Linked DNA regions of Zea mays: regions 2 and 3 are each linked to region 1. The links are chromatin contacts, called in public Hi-C maps. All regions are on one chromosome and are shown on one strand. Each heading gives the region's core, a stretch centred on a gene start, on an enhancer-like site or on the middle of the called end of the contact. The rest is flanking DNA. Distances are from core to core; before and after follow the strand shown.

Region 1 (4,450 bases), core at 1,311-3,810:
TGTTGAGCGATCAATAGAAGTATAAAATTAATGCACTTGGAAAAAGGGAGGGATTACCATCGAGAAAATCAGGAAGGAAACCAAGCATGTCAATATCAGGAACACTGTCTAACACTGTTATCCACCCCACCAAAAATTGTCTTACATAAGGATTCAGCACATTCATGCGCTCTCTCAAAAGCGGTATGAATTCTTCTATGCTAAAGAGCAAAAGCAAGATATGGGTCCAATCAGAAATCAACATTGACATTAAAACAAGCAAGCCACTAATAAGGAAAAGGCAAATCATACACGGCATACCTGAACTGGTCACTCTCGGTTACGATATCCTGGTTGATATAGTTATATTATCAGGGATAATTAAGAAGAGAAACAAGGACAAGTTGTAGACATATGAGTACAGTCCAGATGAATATACCTTGACAAGCCTGTCAAGAAGGTGAGCTGCACTTTGAACATTAGCATCGGAATCTGCAGAAAGCTTGCATAAAGCATCAAAAATTTTGTTGAAGTAGATGATGAAATCCCCTCTTACAACCTAAAGATAGAAATTCAATTAGTGTAAAGCAAACATACAAATTATGTTATATCACTGAACTAAATGATCACCTTTGCTATGTTGTATAGCGCTTCACAAGCATAGTAACGCACTCTGCTATCTTGGTCCAGGAAAGAATTAAGCACAGGAGGCACGATTTGCTGGAAGCACAAAGCGACAGAGTTTATTGTACAGTCAAATTGGCAAAACAGAATATAGTACAGAAAATATAATGTAAGCAATAATCATAATTCATGTTAACAGCTTCTTTGCTGGGTAGACATGTGACAAAATAATAGTGTGTTTGTATATGGTAACAGAAGCTTTGTATTAAACTAATAACTATATGATTTGAACATGAGCACACATTGCCATCTAGCATTTATCTCGATTCCCAAGATCTAACCACATCAAAGGAAAATTTTCTGTAGAGCCCTGCAATCTCCCTCATTGACCTTTCTTCCAGATCCACAATATCCATTTCAGTTGATGGCAAAGGTAAACCTAAATAAAATCCTACGAATTAATGTATGAATAACAACATATAGAACTAATATTTTCCAAGCATCAAATGCAATCTGTTAAAAGAATGCCAGAAAGGAAGTGTCTGAAAGTGGGAGGCCATATGCCCATATCTACAACCCGTAGAAGTTAATCCCTATGGTTGGCAAACAATTGACATTTTTGACAAAGTTTAAGTAAAACTTTAAAACTTTGACTACAAAAAACTTTTAATGTGTTCAGTTTAGAAACTTGATAATCATACGCATAGATTTGCCTTAAAAAATGCTTTCATAAAAGAATAAATGTGTTAGGATGTTCAATTACATTCTATTAACAAATAATGATCAAAGCTATGTTTTGGAGACCATGTCGTTCTCCAAAAACTCCAAGTATTTGCAAACCTTGGGACAAATATTTTCATGGTGAACCTGTAAGCATAATAATGTCCTTCAGCACTGTGGGAAATATGAAGTGCTTGAGACCACAAGAAATGAAGTCATTTGGAACCATTGACTAATAGAAGAACGCATGATCCATTGGTGAAGCTCAGTAAGGCAAGTTGACATTGGCAATTTCAACCCCGTAGTTGCCAACTTGCCATTTACAGATTATGCATGCAGGGTTTAAGGCAAATAGCCACATGTTTCCTTTAAGAGCCACAAGGATTCACCCAATACGCGACGACACTGCATAAAGTTGAATATGAATACACTAAATAGATAAGAGTTATCGCTTGCGCTAGCAAACCTCAAGATGCTGAGCTGCCTCACTGGTGAGTCCAACAGTAACTGCTGCAAGACCAATCAACCCACCCTGCTAACATCAAAATGCCACAGAACTCAACAAATCTGACCTCATAAGAACAGAGACATGAAGTACTGCAGTCTATGCAAACCTTCCGATGGTTCGTTTGTGGCGAGTATGTGAAATCGTTGGTGAGCAGCGAGATAACTGCTGATATCCTCTCATGCTCCCCAGCCATTGCAAGCTGCTTCACAATCCCCTCAATCTGTACAAAGGCCACAGCAACAAAAAAAACAATCATCTCAAATCCCTGCCGATTGCTCTAAGACCAAAGCCCGCGAGGAATTGAATCCCTCACCTCGAGCGCGGCGTTTTTCCTCTTCTCGTAGAGCTTGTCAGAAAGGTTCCGAAGCACGGCGCCCGGGATGATGGATAGTGCGTCTGCGGCCATCGCCGGAGAATCCACCCAGGAGATCCCCTGCCCCGCCGCCGCTACAGCCTCCCTATCTCCGGCGATCGCCGCATCGGCCGCACCCGCCGACCCACGGCTCCCGCAGCCGCGACAACCCTAACCCGACAGACCAAGGTCCAAGGCGATGAGCACCAGGAGCAGGGAGGCGAAACCCTAGAGACCTGAGCCCCAACCCGAGCTCGCTCGCAGCAACAGCTCGAGTCTAGGAATGGATTTGCAGGCGGAGGCGACGGTGGTGTGATCTGGAGGAAGAAGGGATCCGAGCGCTACCGCTATTTTTTTCTTCTCCGAAAGGGTAACGTTTACCGTTGTGGCAGCCATTAACGGCGCCTGTTTCTCGTGGGTGATGGTCCAGAGCGGAGGCCAGCCTGGCAAGTGGGACCGGGCTTCATGACCTTGACTGTCAGCCGAGCAGCGCAGTGCGTGGACCAGGTGTATCCATAATCCATGCGAGGGTCTCCGGTCGTGTCCGCTAATCCGCTAGTTCTCTCTCCAAACTCATGCTAAAGTTGTACGCAGCGGATAGTATAAAATAGAGTATTTATAATTATACCGTTTATTATAAACTAAAGTTTAAAATAAAAAAATGTAGTAAAATAGAGTACTTATAATTATACAGTTTATTATAAACTAAAGTTTAAAATAAAAAATAAGAAATAAAATAGGATAGCGACTGGAGAGACCCAAAGCGTGTTCAGCTCGAGGTGAGGGATCATTGAAGACCGGACGCAACGATCCTCACGATCGTTCGGATCGGTTTAGTTGCCTGATCTTGACACAAATCCTAATAAATAAATAAATATATTTTATTTTCCTCGCTATAAAAAATTTTCTAATCTATCTCTCATTCTACAGTAAGTTTATATTTGCTTCTTTTCTCTTCGGATTTTTTTCTCTATCGCAATATATAGTCTACGTAGAATTTGCTATTACATTTGCTTTCAGTTTATAAAGTAAGATCGTATAAAGTTGTTTGATGAGTGTGTTTGATTGGCTAAATAAATTACTCCCTATGTCACAAAATATAATTCTTTCTAGCCCATTCTTTTCGGTCCATATTTATTTAAATAATAATAAACATACACGTACATGCAAATTACATTTATTTCTATATATTAAACGCGGGAGCAAAGCATGCACACCATTTAGCCACGTCACTTTAATTAATTCCCGCCATCGGATCGTGAATCAGCGCTCTTCATCAACAGACTCCTTCCTTAGCGATGTTGCGTCCGGCGTCCGGTCCGTGCTGGAAGCATCCGGACATCCATTAAAAAAAGTAAATCTGACACCTTGCTTCCTCCACTGGAATAGTTGGACGAAGGAGTCGAGGCGAACCCGCCTAGAGGAGCCTAGGCGAAGGAGGCGACGTGCAGGTGCTCCCCCTCCCTCCCTACGTGTCTCTTGCTTTTTCAGGGACGACGCATTCCTCTATACCGCGCCTTCCCTCTCTTCGTCGGCAACCAGGTCGCTCGTCGTCGTCCTCATGTCAGACCTCATCTCTGCCCGACCGCCACGTTGGGCCTCCTGTCGCCACCAGTCCACCACCAGCGCCAAACATGGCCATCGACGCCATTCATGGTGGGCGTCGCCGGTTCTTACTGCCATTTGCTCCCACACCAGGGCCACACCAACATACTCTCTAATGCATGCATGGTCGCCAACATGGTCCGTCGTCTGCCACGTCTCACTCTATGTGTTGTTGCTTGTCCCAATCCTCCATAAGCCAGTGCGACGCTTTGAAGATTTTGGTGTTGCCTTTGGACTTTGCTGAAGACTTGGTCCACGCACGCAAGCTGTTCGACAATACGCCTCAACAGAGTATGTTATCGAAGTCATGTCGCCATATTGCACATGACCGTGTTGTCCGGCGCATGCACGGTCACAGTCATGCTTAGCCACGCTCCATACTATACGTTGTTGGTCCTCTTCATCCTCCACCGGCTATGCGGTGTTTCAAATATGGCATTCTTTGATATCGTACGTTGTACTTTACGTTCTGCATTTTTTTTCTAAACGCCACGTTGTTTAACCACGTTAGATAATTGTGACTAACTTTTGTACATTATTTGTGTTGTAGGTCAAGGACATCTACACACTCTCAACGACTCTTTGAAGAAATACTGAAATATAACAGAAAAAGGTATTTTTCATTATCACATCAGCTTTGCCACTTATATTAGTATTTTTTC
Region 2 (4,450 bases), core at 812-3,311, 160 kb after region 1:
GCGCTAGCTCTCCCCCGCTAGACACGTAGCACTCTGCTACACCCCATTGTACACCTGGATCCTCTCCTTACGCCTATAAAAGGAAGGACTAGGGCCTTCTTAGAGGAGGTTGGCCGCGCGGGGACGAGGACGAGACAGGCACTCTCTTGGGGCCGCTCGCTTCCCTCACCCGCGTGGACGCTTGTAATCCCCTACTGCAAGCGCACCCGACCTGGGCGCGGGACGAACACGAAGGCCGCGGGATTTCCACCTCTCTCACGCCCGTCTCCGGCCACCTCGCTTCCCCCCTTCGCGCTCGCCCACGCGCTCGACCCATCTGGGCTGGGGCACGCGACACACTCACTCGTCGGCTTAGGGACCCCCCGGTCTCGAAACGCCGACAGCGTCCGGCGCCACGCCACACTTAAGCCGCGGCGGCCGAATCGACCGCCACACCTGCGGCGGCAAAACTGTGGCGCGCTGTGGCGGCTTAGGCACCAAACAACCCCTTAATACTAGATCGCTGAGTCCACCTATCGGGGCTTCGTACCTATGCTCCCTTGGACTATAAAAGGGAGGACACATGCGATACAAGAGACAGGTTTATCTAGAGACACCTAGACCCAGTCCAGCCTCATTCACACTCACTCTCACTCAAACTCCCAGCAATACAACTCACAAATGAAGTAGGGTATTACGTAAGACGGCTCGAACCACTCTAAATTCTCGTGTGTTTTTGTGTTCAACCATCTTGTTAGGCTAACCCTATGGAGCCCCTTATTCTTAGGATTAGACTGATGGCTTTTGCCACCCGGTTAGAGTTGACTCTCTCACAAAAATCCTGCTGCCCCGTGCACATGCGCGTGGCATAAATCATATAAAGGAAAAAAGCAAAAAAAAAAGGTAAAAAGGGAGCATAAGGATGGAGGCACGAACCCACTATCCTCTATCTTCAAGAATTCAATATCTACCACCAAAAACAAGTGTTATTTTGGCGCTATTTGGAAGAGCCTCACTTTAAAAATTTCAGGTCTATTCTAGCTTATTTATCCAAATAGGTCTAGCTTCATGAGCCCTAGTTTTTTAAAAAAAACTAAAACTAGAGGTTAGCTTCATGAAATTTTCGAAGCTCTTTAGAGGGCTTCAAAATAACTTTTTCATACCTCTTCGTAGAGTTGCACAAAAATTATCTACCATACCATTGGTTATATGACCTACCGATTTAGTCTCTTTCTCTAGCCGCTAATAATTAAGGGTAATTAAAAAAACTAACACAAATTAATTATATTACAGAAGCTAGAGTCTATGTACAAACCAATCTATCGAAGTTGTTTCATGGTGAAGCTGGAAAACTAAAGCTGCAATTCTTGAAACGAAGCCTCCCAAACAAAGCCTTTATGTTTGTAAAGGATAGTCATATTAAATATACATACACTATTTTTGGGAAATAAAAATATAATCATATTTAAATAAATATCTCATTTAAATAATATCCATCTATATAATATATAAAATCGTAGCAATGCACACGTAACTGAGTATAAAGATAATGAGAATAGAAATATTAGAAGTTATTGGAAACGGTCTTAGCCCATTCCCCTTCCCAGGATATGTGGCGTTTTTACGTTATAGTCGGCATAAGGAAAAAAACGATTTGAATAAAGCCCTGCTTGATCCATTCCGGTTTCTTAAAAACTGGTTACTACATTTAGTTTATAAAAATTGGCTTTCAGAAAAAAAGCGAATAAAAATGTTTAGATCCACTAGTTTTTTTTTTAAAATTCCTTTATAGTTTTTTCATAAATAATGACTAATCATAAAAAAAACTGATTTTAGCTGGGTACTAATTTCTTGGTTTTTAAGAAACGAGAAAACTAGTTTTTTTAGAAAATGAATAAAAAATTGATCTATTTGGAGGCTTTTTAGTTCTAGCTTTTAAAAAATAGTTTCTAAGGTTGTTTTTGGATCATGTAAAATAGGAGAAGCAGAATTGTAACTAATATTGTTTGTAGAAAGAAGTTTAAAATAAGAAATGAGATATGAGATAGAATAGAGAATCAAACAGCCAAGTCAAGTGAAATGACTTCGGGTCCAACCTGCAAAACCGGAACCCGCCCACAAAAATGTGAATCAAAAATCAACCGAACTTGCCAGCCCCGCCGCCCCTCCCTGCCTCCATCGCGCACTAGGGTTTTTCCTCGCTCTCACGTTCGGCCGTTCCCCACCACTTGCGCGTTGTGCCGCGACGCTCCGGCCATGGCGTGGGGGGAGGACGAGGCCATCGGTCCCGACGTGGCCTCGGCGGGTCTTCACGTCTCGGAGCGGATCGGCCGCGACGCCGCCGCGCAGCCCGACCTGGAGGAGGCCCTTGAAGCCTCGCGCTACGCGTCCCACCCCTACTCCTCGCACCCCAAGGAGGCAAGCCCTGCGCGACCTGTGGTCAGCTGCGTGTGTACTGATAGACGCGCACGCTTGAGTTGTTGATGTGTCAGTGTCCGGTTTGGGCGAATGTTACCGTTGTATTCAGGGTTCCTGCAGTTGTCCTGGGGGATTCGTGTCATTGTTTTTCCCAGTAGAATGGGGGTGACGAGGAATCGAAAGATGAAGGTGGAGGAAAACATGGCGAGCAGTGATTTCATCTGATTATTTCTGGTGTTTTTTTTTGGTTGCTTCAGACCTGCAGTAGAAGTTCGGACTTTCGGTTCATATATTGCATTGTAGTATGAGTAGTTTTGGGTCAAATTTTGGGAGTGAGACTCCATGACAGAAGTACTATATGTCACACGGGAGCAATTTACAATTGTGTGTCATACACATGACATGATTCCCTGGCAGGATGTGAATCCTGATTCTGACATTAGAAAACGGTGAAAGAGTTTTTGGTCCTTTAAGTTACGCTGAAACTTGGAAATTGAGGCAAACACGTGGAAATTAGCATAAACCGAAGGACACTAGTTTTTGCAAAAAAGAAAAAAAAAGAAAAAAAGGGGAGGTCCCTATTTGAAACTGGCTACTGGCAAGCTCAACCTTGGCTTATATGAGATCAGCAGTGACGAACAGCTTTTCGGATTGCTGACATCATTCATTCAAGGGACATATTCTTGTATGTATTGGTAATTGAATTGAGGAGGTAGGAACTGGACATTCTGTTTGCTTTGTTTGGTTGAGCATGGTTTATAGACTACTGGTCAGTTTTCACACTTTTAAAGTAGATAGTTGTCTTTGGTTTTGCTTTGCATTTTCTGTTTGCTGGATTTATTAAATGTTTCATGTTTTAGCTCTTATGCTGCTAGGATGAAACACCGCAAACACATTGGTACATGTTGGAACTCTTTGTTTTGAATGCTGGAAAGGTTTCTTCAGAAGTTTTAATGACATTGAACACGATGATCATGCAGGTCTCAGAAATGCTTTGCTGGACCAACCCTTCTCTAACATACCATGTGTTTGTTCTAAGTTTTATTTGAATTTAATAATGAAGTTGTTCTACTAATATTTTGAAAATGCACTTTTATGTTCTCTTAATACATATTTTGTCTTGGCAGTGGCCTCCTTTGGTAGAAGTTGCAGAAACTCGTCAACTCCCTCCTATGTTGATTGAAAGATATAACACAGCTGCCGGTGAAGGAACAGCTCTTTGCGGGATTTTTTCTGACATACATCGGGCCTGGGCAACAGTTGACAATTCATTTTTCATCTGGCGATTTGATAAATGGTAAATCACTAATATTTGTTTCTTTTTATTTGTTACATGAGTGATTGGTCTTAAACAGTTAAAAGGGAACACCCTTTATAATGGACATGATTTTTACTTAGTACTCAGATTTATCTCGTTCTCAATTTGTCGTTCTGTGGGTGTTTTAGTTTGTCACAGGGCTGTTGTTTTGTAAATTTCTTTACACAAGATTCCATTGCTATTCCCATCCATGGTCTATTTTTATATTTGTTTTGAGCCAAATGATTGTATGGTATATAATGTGCTAATTTTGAACTTTTGGCCACTGTGTTAAAATTACTTGTCAAACTGTACATCGAGAAACTTTTTATGGTGCATGGAAGCAGTGGTGGCCTCAGCGGAATAAAGTTGCATTGGACCCTTGGTTTCAAAGGCGTCGCCTAGGCGTCCAGGCAGCCAAAAAGTCTAGGCGTCCCCGTCGCCTAGCCAAGAGTCGGCAAGAGGGGAGGGGGAAGAAGCCTAGCAGAGACTTTGGGGAGCGGGATTGGCGGCGCAGAACTCGGGGGAGTGACGAGCTCGAGGGAGCGGCGGCACAGGGAGTGCCGAGCTAGGGGGAGCGGCGGCGTAGAACTCGGGGGAGCGGCGACGCTGAGACTCGGGGGAGCGCCGCCGAGCTTGGGGGAGCAGGAGCAGCGATGCATGGTTGTGGACGAGCGGCGACAGTGAGATGGGAGCAACTCAGCAACCCTAACCAGAGGATATATGGGCTGCCTGCCTGGTGGGCTGGGCCATCTC
Region 3 (4,450 bases), core at 848-3,347, 130 kb before region 1:
CAGGTAGACATCATTTCTCATTATTTTTCTTGTCATGAAACTTAAGTAGGCCTATACTGATTACACCAATATTATTTGTTTTTTATTGATCTTCCCTTATCTATTTTCCTTAGTGATAGATGAGGTCACGAGGGATATACAAGGAGATATCTCTTGGTGTATGCTTTTCGCTGACGATATAGTCCTAGTAGATGAAAGCCGGGAAAGAGTAAATAGAAAGCTAGAGTTATGACGTCAGACCCTAGAGTCAAAAGGATTTAGAATTAGCAGGACCAAAACCGAGTATATGAGATGTGACTTTGGTACTACAATTAGTGAGTATGAAGATGTAAGCTTGGGAGTCCAGGTAGTACCAAAGGACACCTTCTGTTATTTGGGATCGATGCTACATAGAGATAGTGATATTGATGAAGATGTTAGCCATAGAATCAAAGCGGGATGGATGAAATGACGTCAAACATCGGGAGTCCTATGTCATAAGAGAGTGTTACAGAAGTTGAAAGGCAAGTTCTACAGGTTAGCGATTAGGCCTGCTATGTTATATGGGGCTTAGTGTTGGCCGACTAAGAGACGACATCCAACAACTAAGTGTCGTAGAGATACGTATATTGCGTTGGATATGTGGGCACACAAGATTGGACTGAGTGAGAAACGATGACATACACGATCGGCTAGGAGTAGCGCCAATTGAAGAAAAGCTTATTCAACATCGGTTGAGATGGTTTGGGCATGTCCACCGGAGACCCCTAGAGACACCGGTGCACAGAGTCATCATAAGACGGGACAATAATAAGAAGAGGTAGAGGTCGACCAAACTTGACATGGGAGGAGGCAATCAAAAGAGACTTGAAGAAATGGAATATTCCAATTGATCGGTGTTTGGATAGAAGTGCTTGGAAAGAAGCTATCCATGTGCCCGAACCGTGATTAGACATTTTTCCTTTTAGTGCTCTCAATGGCTTTTTCCTTTCCCTTTATCTCTCTTTCTCTTTTTGGTGACATCTTGTTGGATTTCCACTCTAGCCTACCCCAACTTGCTTGGGACTAAAAGACTATGTTGATGTATTGATCTGCCAAGCTAGTTGTTTTAGTACCTAGTGCATGACGAAAAGGGCAGGCTTGGCGCTCTTGGAATCTCTAATTGCTTTTTTCTTGGAAAAAAATGCTATCTAAAGGCAATGCCATATGTATATGTGGTTCAGATGCCTAGCTTATCTACATTGCTCTCATTCTGTAAAGCTTGAATTTACTTTTGATAAGGCCATTTAATAATTCTATTCATTACATTCTAGGGATGATAAAGGTGATAAAAGATTTGCTTCAATCAGTGTGCAACCTATTATCCCAGGATGGAATTCTTGCCGAGGAACTGATACGGCTGTCCCCTTGCTATTAAAAGGATTCCTCATGACCGCAATATTCTTATTTGTAATCAGAAGTAAACTCAGGTACACTGGGAAGCGCATTGACCGTCCAACTCAAGCTGAAATACCTGTTGAGCCAGAGTGAATTTCTGTCGTCTTCATTTCTGAACGTTTGCGACATCACAGTTTTGATGATGATCATAAATACGTAACTTTGCCGCGCAAAGCTTCGTCCTGGGAAAAGAATCCGGCTTTGCTTGCAGTGTATGGTATCCAGACGCAGCAGTACAGGTTAACAGAATATGGGTTGCTTCTCATTAGTCATTTCTTGATTCATTATTCCAATATGTAGAAGACACCTGCAGCAATTCCGAGTTTTGACGAAAGCCACATGAAAGACATGAAGAAACATGGCCGTAGGCTAATGTACACTGTATGTATCTTGTCTGCACAAAGTTTTGTAACCATCCCGGCTTGATATCGTTTAACGATTTTGTTGCAACATAATTCATAAGCACTGAATTTATGCAAACAACAGTTCTGACGCGAGACGAATTGGAATAATCACAATTCACAAACACAACAATGCTCCTATTCACAAAAAAAATGCTCCTATCCATACAGTTCAAATGCCTCTGTCATGTTCAAATGGAAACGATTCGTTTCGCTTTGAGACGAAGCAGTTCAAATGCCTCTGCCGTGTTCAAATGAAAACGATTCATTTCGCTTTGAGACGAAGTAGTTCAAATGCCTCTGCCATGTTCGATCGATTTCCAGACCGAGACAAGCGCCGCAGCCCGCAGCAGAAGGCTCGCGACATCAGCTCGAGCCAGCTGACGGGATCCACACGGTGCCATGTCTTCCCGGCGGCCGTCGCATCCGTCCCACCGGAATCCACGGCGATTCCCGTCCGCCTGCTATCTTCTAGTACTCACCCTTGCCCTCCTCGTCGTCTCCGCCGCCGCCAAGTCCTCCCGCCGCCCCATCTCCGTACGTCTCCCCGCCTGACCCGACCCTGCCATCTCTCCTCCGCCCGCCTCTCTAGTCTCTATCCATCCCATCGCGCTTACCGAACTCCGTGGCGCAGGACAACGAGATCCGGCAGAAGAAGGAGGCCTGCTACACCGACGTCGAGAAGTACGTGTTAGTATGATGTGTTCTCTACTATTCAGTGGAACGCATCTGACGCGATGTTTCTGAGTTCTGACGGTGGTTTGTTTCTCTCGGCCGTGCCGTAGCGGGCTGTGGGGATGGGTGTGCAGGTACTCGCCGACGGAGAAGGAGAACTGCGTGCTGCGCTGCCTCTCGCCGGAGTGCTACGACCTCATATACGGCGGGGATCCGGTGAGTGGTGGCATCAGGATGTGGGGTTTCAGCAGCTGCGATATACTTGGTTTACTGATTTTTTTTGCTTGGCTGCCTTGTGTAGCTTGAGGAAGGGGAGTTGGACTATGTTCGAAGCCAGGAGTACAAGTATTGTATGCACAAGTAAGAATGACCAGAACATATCGAACATGTTCGTTTGGGGTTTCAAATGTTGAATTGGGCTGCTTTGTGTTGAAGATTGAAGGATCATATTGTCGTTAAGGTTGTCAAGTCGTAGATTATAAGTTGGGTTGGAGTCTACATAAGATCTCAATCATACGATCTTGATCTTAAACATACGAATCATAAAATGTGATACTATTGTTGACTGGAATTATAGAATCAGGCCCTTGATCAAGATAGTAAATGTGAAAATGCGTAAGACAGAAACATAGGTATTGACATGCATTACTGTGGGTGCATATGTAAATGAAGGGAAATGATAGTGATACTATGTCTCCCATGGTTGATTAGCTCTCTAAACATTCAATAAAACCACATGACTAGGAAGAGAACTGAAGTATTGAGTGATCAGGAACAAGTAGGAATGTTCAGACCCAAGGATATGTTCATTTCTCATACAACTGTGCTTTTTAATAGTCTTCATTTACTAATTTTATCATAACTATCTGTAAATCTTAGTAGGTGCTATGAGCAAATTAAAAAAATAAAGTAGATTATAACTCATCTGACTCAATTTTGTTTACCGTATTCTATCTAGCAACTATGGTGTCTAAAGGGGTAAATAGCGTGTAGGTAGGTGAGCTGTTATGGTCGTTAGATCAGTGAGAGATTGGAGAGGGGTATCGATGGGCAGGAACGTCGGCCGGGGGCCTCTGCCCACGGCCGAGCAAGAGGAGGCTTTCTCCCTTCTAATTCTTGCCTCCTTTATTTCTCATCATTGATTACATAAATAGGCCAACTGGCTGTCCCTATATAGCTAGAGATCCTTATCTCCTTAAAACTCTCTTAAAAACTCTCAACAACTACTAACTGATAACCTTCCTAGATAATCTCAACTAATCTTCTAATCTTATCTCTAACTATCCTTATCTAATCCTCTTGGAGGGCCCATGGTTGCTGCTGTCACAGCCCCTCCGTGGGCCTCCTTAGGCCCTGACACTACACCCCTCCTGGATAAGCAGCTCGTCCTCGAGTTGCAGCATGACGTGTGCTCAAAGACCGAGTCTACTTGACCCAAAACCAGACACCTAGAACACAAGCCTTTTACATCTCGGCTTATCTTATTATTCCGAACCTGAATTTTTTTGACCCCATAAGATAAGGCGGACACCCTGCGCGCATTGGACTTGCACGTGTGCAGCCACCTGGATCCCATGGACGCCATCTGGACGAAAAGGGAGCACATGGACGGGCACCTGGAATAGGTCGCGACAATAACCAGCGGAGGCGCCCTCGTGGCGGCCGGTAGCGGAATGTGGTGGCGCTAAATAGTGCGCCCTTGCCGATGACGAGGGGAGTGCCTTCCCTACCGCCGCTGCCGTAGAGTTGAAGTTCGTCGCCTGCGGGACACGTACCATGCTCGCACTTGGAGATAGCGGCCCGGTGCCGCTGCTGATGGCCGTCCGACAGGGCGAGGTCGCGCCCCCGTGTGCTGAGTTCAATCGTCACCAAGGCTGCCTTGAGCATCTACCGGCGCATCTCCCGCACTCTCCGTCGCGCAAGGAAGCCACGAGCAGCAGCTTGTATGCCCACAGTCG

What was found. A called contact is a pair of places that touch in the nucleus more often than the background predicts.
Region 2: a contact with region 1 is called in a Hi-C map of ear, with 2.5 times the contacts expected there. The contact joins the promoter of LOC103632918 here to the promoter of LOC100381815 in region 1. A contact is called at or near these places in 5 of 25 Hi-C or Micro-C datasets (ear, endosperm, leaf and 1 more).
Region 3: a contact with region 1 is called in a Hi-C map of leaf, with 4 times the contacts expected there. The contact joins the promoter of LOC100273765 here to the promoter of LOC100381815 in region 1. A contact is called at or near these places in 10 of 25 Hi-C or Micro-C datasets (bundle sheath, ear, endosperm and 4 more).

The regions. Positions count from the first base shown.
Region 1 is chr1:27,985,069-27,989,518 of Zm-B73-REFERENCE-NAM-5.0, forward strand. LOC100381815 reads right to left here and starts at 2,561. Exons shown (of 20, transcript NM_001361543.1): 1 at 2,145-2,561; 2 at 1,938-2,051; 3 at 1,790-1,855; 4 at 610-699; 5 at 419-538; 6 at 301-329; 7 at 58-200. The coding sequence starts at 2,237.
Region 2 is chr1:28,143,409-28,147,858 of Zm-B73-REFERENCE-NAM-5.0, forward strand. It overlaps LOC103632918 (nuclear pore complex protein NUP155), which reads left to right and starts at 2,062. Exons shown (of 14, transcript XR_556222.3): 1 at 2,062-2,397; 2 at 3,525-3,694.
Region 3 is chr1:27,853,687-27,858,136 of Zm-B73-REFERENCE-NAM-5.0, forward strand. LOC100273765 reads left to right here and starts at 2,098. Exons shown (of 5, transcript NM_001148170.1): 1 at 2,098-2,354; 2 at 2,452-2,501; 3 at 2,603-2,708; 4 at 2,794-2,852. The coding sequence starts at 2,220. It overlaps LOC100382193, which reads left to right. Exons shown (of 11, transcript NR_159445.1): 10 at 1-3; 11 at 1,293-1,907.